Linked DNA regions of Mus musculus: region 1 is linked to region 2. Evidence: chromatin contacts called from public HiChIP or PLAC-seq data. All regions are on one chromosome and are shown on one strand. The core of a region is the stretch at or near the end of the contact, and the rest is flanking DNA. Distances in the headings are between cores, read along the strand shown. Region 1 has its middle 28 kb from the start of Ceacam10. Region 2 holds the start of Xrcc1 (X-ray repair complementing defective repair in Chinese hamster cells 1).

The links. HiChIP or PLAC-seq counts read pairs in DNA pulled down with a chosen protein or histone mark.
Region 1: a contact with region 2 is called in a FOXA1 HiChIP or PLAC-seq map of pancreatic cancer cells. The contact joins the enhancer-like site here to the promoter of Xrcc1 in region 2. A contact is called at or near these places in 2 of 39 promoter capture datasets (the HPC-7 cell line and cranial neural crest) and 3 of 115 datasets of contacts at active chromatin or transcription factors (bone marrow-derived macrophages, embryonic stem cells and pancreatic cancer cells).

The regions. Positions count from the first base shown.
Region 1 is chr7:24,803,503-24,807,104 of GRCm38.p6, reverse strand. No RefSeq gene overlaps it. Among named protein-coding and RNA genes, the nearest start is that of Ceacam10, 28 kb to the right of the region's middle. Within about 2 kb of position 1,859, at least 26 of the 459 cell types and tissues checked have an H3K27ac peak or open chromatin away from gene starts, as enhancers often do. A contact at or near this core is called in pancreatic cancer cells, where this site is marked.
Region 2 is chr7:24,545,002-24,548,611 of GRCm38.p6, reverse strand. Xrcc1 (X-ray repair complementing defective repair in Chinese hamster cells 1) reads right to left here and starts at 1,913. Exons shown (of 18, transcript NM_009532.5): 1 at 1,777-1,913; 2 at 1,253-1,619; 3 at 730-822. The coding sequence starts at 1,303. It overlaps Pinlyp (phospholipase A2 inhibitor and LY6/PLAUR domain containing), which reads left to right and starts at 2,607. Exons shown (of 5, transcript NM_001037143.2): 1 at 2,607-2,688; 2 at 3,565-3,610. The coding sequence starts at 2,619.

The sequences.
Region 1 (3,602 bases), core at 610-3,109, 260 kb before region 2:
GTTCGTATCAGGACTACAAGCTGAGTTCTGAGAGCGTTAAAGAATTTGATCATTTATAAGGCTATTAACATGCATGTCCTGACTATAGCTGAGAAAATTAGAGTTCTTGAATTGAAGCTATTCTACTATCAGAATAAGACTTTCAATCATAAATACAACTCATAGAGAGGCTGGGACTTTGTAAAGCCACACATATAGTCCACAGCGAGATCGGGAACCTGAACTTTTTTTGATCCTCTCGTGGTGCACCATCATAGACTATCACAGTTTCTTGTATGTCTCAGTTTATCCAAATAAACATTGTTTATCTCAGTTTCTCCAAATGGCTAAAGCTGAACAAGTTAGCAAAGACAAAGAGGCCAGATATCCAAGTTCAAGTCAGCTTCTGTGGGCCTGAGCAGACTTAGGTAAGGAGAGACAAACTGTATAGGCCATGGTCGTTCTGCATCAGAAGACATGAGGAGCTCAGGTCTGGGTGTTCTAGCGGTGGTCCTAGCTTGTTACCTTCTCGTCTCCTCCCCACACGTTAAAATTTTCTTTTATCCTTTCTAATCCTAGTTCACTCTGTTTCTTGAGCCTCTGATATTCTTTATCATCAGTAACATACATCTCTGTTTCTCAGTGTCCACAACCCTGGCTATATCCTATCTCATGACATTAAACCTGTTGGTCTCTTTAAAGCCATGGTTTTAATCAGAAGATCCACCCAGGGATGCCAGTCCCTGATAGTGACTGTCTAGTTGGCATCAAAACCCAGCCAGAGTCAAGCAGCCCCGAGACAGGAGGTGACCTGGGCTGATTTTTTTTTTCTTCTGACAATTCTTACTTGGCTCTACTTCTGGCAGTGCTTTTCTTTCTTGGCCCTTTAAATTGATTTCTCAGGCCTAGTCCTCCGGGTCCCGAGCTGGTGTATTCTGTTAGCTCTGGTGTGTATCTGGCCATAACCTTTGACTTGAAGTGAAAACTAGAATTGGCAAAATTACTAGAAGAACCTTGACATATATGCAACCGCTGACACTTGCAGACTCAATGAATTTTGAAAAGATTCAAGGGCAGGCATTTTTGGTTATCCTGAGATAAAACCAACATCCAGAAGATCTGTAATAGCCATTTTCCCCTCCTACTGGGCTGCCTTGTCCAGCTTTGACATAAGGGACTGTATTTAGCCCTATGGCTGGCATCTTTCTCTGCTTAGTTCAGTTGATGCCACTGGCAGACCTGCTCTTTTCTGAAAGGAAGTGAAGGAGATATGTGTCTGGGGGAGAGGGGGAGGTGGGGAGGTGGGAGGTAGGGGAGGTGTGCTTGGAATGTATTATATGAGAGAAAAATAAAATAAAATAACAAATAATTACTAAACACAGTAAACAAGATCTTGCTTATGTTGCCTTGATTGACTAATAAAAATAGTTAAGTTTTTAATCATTATAACCCTTTCAGTGTTTCCCCCCACATTTTTGGTTGCTCAGGCTTGATATTAGAGAACATTACAAAGGTAAAAGAGAGAATTGCCTACATTCTCCACCTGTCAAACTTTCAATTTGTATTTTTTTCCAGGCATACAGATGAATGTAAGTACAGATTTAATATCCCAGTTATCAAACATATGTTGTTTTATTTTCATCCAATAATTTATTTTCTTTTACGTTACATCCAGATCACAGCCCTCCCCCTCTGCTCCCAGTCCCACCCTTGCAAATCCCAATCCTAGTTTTTAAATAAACTTGTTTTTATGACTTTTCTCCTCATCTGTTACTCTTATTCCCAGAACTGGAACCACCACACAAAAATCTATCCCATGTCAGTGTGGGGAGCTGGGCAGTGCAGGGCAGCTCCCGGACTGAGGAACTCAGCTGTCACCCAGATACAGATCCGGGGCTTGGAGCTGGTCTGCTACAACATCTACCCCACCTATGAGCTGCTGAATCCCGGGCAGGACCGGTCCTGCAGAACCTGGTGCCCTTGGAGGTCAGAAGGACACAGTGGATCCCTTGAAACTGGTGCTTCCGAGCTGGGACCTGAGCCTAGGACCTCCATTAGAGCGGCCTGTTTGTTTAACTGCCTAGTCATCTCTCCAGCTCCAGGAAAGGAGCGGCTATTGGATGAACTCCAGTTTTACATCATTCTTGTTCTTTATTTGTCCAGTAGGACAAAAAAATAACTGTGGCCTCTTACTGCTTCTCTGTAGATTCAGGATTTGTCAATGTCTCGTGTATAAGAGGTGTTACCCAGACAGGTCCCCCAATCCTAGTCTCAAGGAATGAATCCTCCTGTCTCTGACTCCTAAGTAGCTGAGGCCACAGCTGCACGCCCCTGGCTGCAAATTCTTCTTGTAGTTTCCCAACTTGCAAAATCTTCTCGCAAGAATTATTCGGAGCGTTTGCAGGCGGCAAGGCAAGTGCTTGTCTGGGCAAGGAGAAGTTGTCTTTCCGAATCTTCCAAATGGAGCTTTTACTGTGAGCCTCATTAGTGTTTCCTGCTCCCGGTGAGGGGATAGGTGCTCGCTCCTACAGATCAGTTCATTCGGTGCATATTTGCTAAGTGCTCAGGGGCTCTGTGAATGGAAGTCCACGGAAGGCAGACTGACGGTCAAGAAAAAGTGTGATTCTGCAGGTGGTTTATTATGGAAAATTGTAAAGCAGGGAAAATGGGTTTCTTCATCCTACCACCTGGAAACATAGACACAGCTTAGCTTTGTTGATAGTTTTTCAAATTGTAGCTTAATTGTATTATTTCATTCTGAAGGGCACAGTCTAAACTGTATCTTAAGGCTTCCGTTTTTTCTCAAGAATCTTTACAAGATGGTGGAACTACAGTGTGGAGATTGACATCTCTCTCTCTCTCTCTCTTTCTCTAATACACACACACACACACACACACACACACACACACACATACAAGAATATGGTCTCTGGAGTTTTAAAATCTAGATTGTGAGCTTTTCTTTCCTTTTTTTCTGATATTCTCTCTCTTTCTTTCTTTAAAAGATTTATATATTTATTATTATATGTGAGTACACTGAAACTGTCTTCAGACACACCAGAAGAGGGCATCAGATCTCACTACAGATGGTTGTGAGCCACCATGTGGTTGCTGGGATTTGAACTCCGGACCTCTGGAAGAGCCGCCAGTGCTCTTAAACATTGAGCCATCTTTCCAGCCCCTGTGAGTTTTTCCTTGTTATTATTTTTTTCCTTTAAATTAAAAATTTAAGACACCATGTAGCCTGGCAGTGGTGGTGCACACCTTTAGTCCCAGCACTCAGGGGACAGAGGCAGGCAGATTTCTGAGTTTGAGACCATCCTGGCCTACAGAGTGAGTTCCAGGACAGCCAGGGCTACACAGAGAGACTGACTTGAAACCAACACCAAAAGTCATCACACAGAGCAGTGGGTTCATTCTGGATCTCTGCGTCGGTGTCATTGGGCTGACTTTGTTCTGACTTGCTCCCGTTCTTCAGTGCCTCCCCCATCTGTCTGCGTCCTCTCCTCCCCCAGCCCTCCCCCCCCCACTTCTGCTTTCTTACTTGGATGCCCTCCCTTCCTTTCTCCTCTCTTCCTTAAGATCTCTCCCTCCTGATCTCACGATTCCCTCTCTAGTTCATT
Region 2 (3,610 bases), core at 664-3,163:
TACATGCTTTTAATCCCAGCACTCTGAAAGCAGAGGCAGGAGGATCTCTGTAAGTTGGAGGCCAGCATGGTCTATAGAGTGAGTTCCAGGACAACCAGGGCTCCGTAGAGAGACTCTATCTCACAAACAAAACAATAAAACCAATCAAACAAAACTTCCCTTCCCTACACGTTTCATTCCTTTACTCTCTGAGGTACTAGGGATGGAACCAAGGAAGGGTCTGACATGCTCCAGGCAAGCCCTGAACAGCCGAGCTATCTGCCTAATCCTATGTTAATAGTCCTCGTGAGGGTAGTTATTTCTCATTTCCAGACAGGTTCTAAGTTGTGCAGGCTGGCCTTGAACTTGTTATCCTATCTCAACTTCCCAAGCAACCAGGATTACAGGCCTGAGCCATCCACCCTTCCATGTCGGTCGTCTTTACAATGAAACTGATTTATGGAGATACTCTTCTTGGCCACCTTCTGGCCCCGGGGGACACAGTTAACAGTAATGGCTGACACTGTCCCAGCTGATGAAACTGAGGCCCAGAAGTAGAGTCAACCTACTCAGGGTTACCCAAGGATTCCTGGAGGCACAGGGATTTCTAAGCCCATTTTCCAGGCAAGTTAGCCGAGCAAGCTCTCTACTACAGAAAGGAAACGACTCAACCTCCAGCCAGCTGGCAGTGGAATGTGAGCGGGGGTCTCACTGCCCCGGGAATGAGGAGGTGGGAGATGGCAGCATCACCTGTAGGACCACAGAGATGGTCTTCTCTCCTGCCTTGGCTGCCCGCCACTTCCGGTAAGTGTCCGCCTTGAGAAGATTTTCGGCACAATGGGTCTGCAGGCAAGGGTGGAAAGGTGGAAGTTCTTTAAATAAAGCTGACTTTTAAAAATAAGATTATTTTTGAATGTTTAAACTCCCAAGAGCTAGCCGACTCTCCACACTTGACTTCACGCCAGTCCCACCACACACACACACACACACACACACACACGCATACACACACCCCTGCCTCGAGTTTTCCTTTCACCGAGTTTTTCTTCACAGTTAGAACTTCCCAGGCCCCTCTTTTTCCTTACTCTCCACAGTGGCCCCAAACTTCCCTAACTGCCCGTCTCTCTCGGAATGCACGTCCAGCCTCTGGAAACCCCACCCGGAGCCCCGCTCAGAATCCCGCCAAGATCCCCCCCCCCCTTTGCGCTTCCAAAGTCCTCAGCATCCCTCAGGAAGCCCCTGTCTCCCCGCTGCTCCCACGTCAGCCCCTCACCGAGTCCTGGCTGCTGCAGGACACGACGTGGCGGAGGCTGATCTCCGGCATGTCCACGCCCGTGGACGCCCGACCGTCCAGGGAATGAAGAAGAAGGGTTGCAGCTCCGGGGGGCCCCCGGAGAAGGTTGGGGGAGCGCGCGCGCCCTGCACGGGACTCAGTGCGCAAGCGCGCAAGGCTCGGGCCTTTCAAACCGCGGCGCGCCGGCGCACACGTCAACACTGCGCATGCTCGGTTGGGCCTCTCCGCGAGCGAGGCGCCGGGTTCCCTTAGCAACAGGCATTCCCCCTCCGGCCCCGCCTCTCTCAGGTTCCACCACTCTCCGGCCTAGCCGCCTGATAACGTGGAGACTCGGCTTCCTGGGAACCTAGCAACAAGAGCGGCCTCAGTGATTGGGTCCTACGTGTAATTTGCCCTGGTCATTGGACCGTGAGGTCACCAACCAAACCAGAGCCTTGCTCAGAAACGCTGAAGCTGAGAGTTTCCTGAAGCCTGAATCCTGTTTGAAATAAGATCTCTGGCACCTGTTGTTGCGGACACGCTCTGTTCCCCTTCTCTCTCCAAATGCAGACAAACAGACGGACGGACGGATGGACACACAGAGACGAACATCGACAGACAGATGGCCGACAAAGATCTCAGACCTCTCTTAGCTCATGACCTAACACCAAAAGAGAGGGAGAAAGATCTTAATACAAATTGTGCACAATATACTTGCGTGCGTCCACAAATACCTTGGTTCCCCAATGCCTTGTAAGCATTTGTCTCCAACTTTGCCCGTCTCTGTCTGCTGACAGGACCTCTTTTGTTCAGTCCCCTCAAGACCCAGGGGCACATCCCTGGGTGGGGTTGGAGCTGGACACAGCTCGAATACAGAAGCATGAAGGTGAGGCAGGCACACGAAAGAGAAAGGAAAGGCCACAAGGCGCCCGGCCCCCGCAGGACGGGTCTAGACATGCTGGGCGCTCCCCGGTTAGGACCCAACCTACGCTGGGCGCCTCCTTGGGAAAGGAGAAGAGGATGGATGCCAGTCTCCAAAGTTGCTCTGCACCCTCAGGGAATCAGATGACCCACTCCTACCTTAAGATTTGTGAACAACAACAATTAAAAAAAGGTGCTTGGATACATAACTGAGCTTCTGGGTCCAGGTGGAAGAAATTTGGGCCCAGGTGCAGAAAAGGGCTGGGTCCAAGTGGTTCAGTTTTCTTGTGGATGCTGGTTCCGTGGCTCTGACCCGGAGGCTGTGGAAGACTCCCATGGGTTCTGAGCTCAGCTATTTCTCACCCCAGGGTGAAGGTGGGACCAGACCCGCCCTTCCCCAGCTTCTTATAAGGGCTGAGGACCTGGGACTACAGGTTCACACACCATGATTCTGTTTAGAAGACACAGGACCTTCCTGCTGGCCTTCACACTGCTCTGTACCCTCCTGGGTCTCGGTAAGTGACAAAGGGACCTGGTCCTCTTCCCCAGTACCTCAGAGGGCATTGGGCAATGTCCTCAAGAGAGGGATAGCCTGAGAAATGAGATTTAGGAGAATAAAGAGGTGAAAACCTGGGGTCTGAGAAGGCTTGATGGGCCCTGCATGGTCTGTCCTCTAGGAAGGGCCTCAGAACATGACATCTGAATTCTAGGAAAGCAGATGAGAGAGCTTGGCCATCAAAGGCAAACTTTAAAATTAGTAATAAGGAGAGAGATGGCCTTTCTCTCTGGACCTAGAGGGATTCAGGACCTCATCTTACTCTTTTACTTAGACACAGTACTCCAAGCCAGCTTCACTGTCCCTGTGACCCAAATGGCTAGGTTCCTCCTCTGTCAGGACCAAGGAACTGATGCCAGCGATACCTCTGGGCCTCAGTCTCCCTTTCAAATGTAGGACCCAGACCTCAGAGTCAGGTACCTCTGCCTGAGCTGCCAGACTTCCGTGGTACCTTCCTAAGGGAGGGAAGTTCCACACCCCAAGAACCAGCTGGACCTGAAATTTTGCAAAAGCTCCATAGCACCTCTGCCACTATCCCTGCGTCTGAGCTTGCTCAGGGGACCCTGGCATCCAAAGTCCCCAAGCCTTGTAATTATTAAGTAAAACAGGCTCTGTGGTAGAGTCATTTCCTGCCCTGGACGCCACTTCACTGGCATCGCCACGGCTTCCTTGACTCTATAGCCAGTTCCCTGGACAGTTCTCAATGTCCCACCCATGGAAAACTAGAAAGAGCCCGGTCCCTCCCCAAAAGTCACCTCTCCAAAGCCCAAGTCACGGTCTGAAGACCTTCTTTAACCATGACCATATACCCTGTTCTCCACTCTCCTTGCTGCAGGGTGCCCTCTAACTTGTGAGGTGTGCAAAGGCTCGGGGCACACATG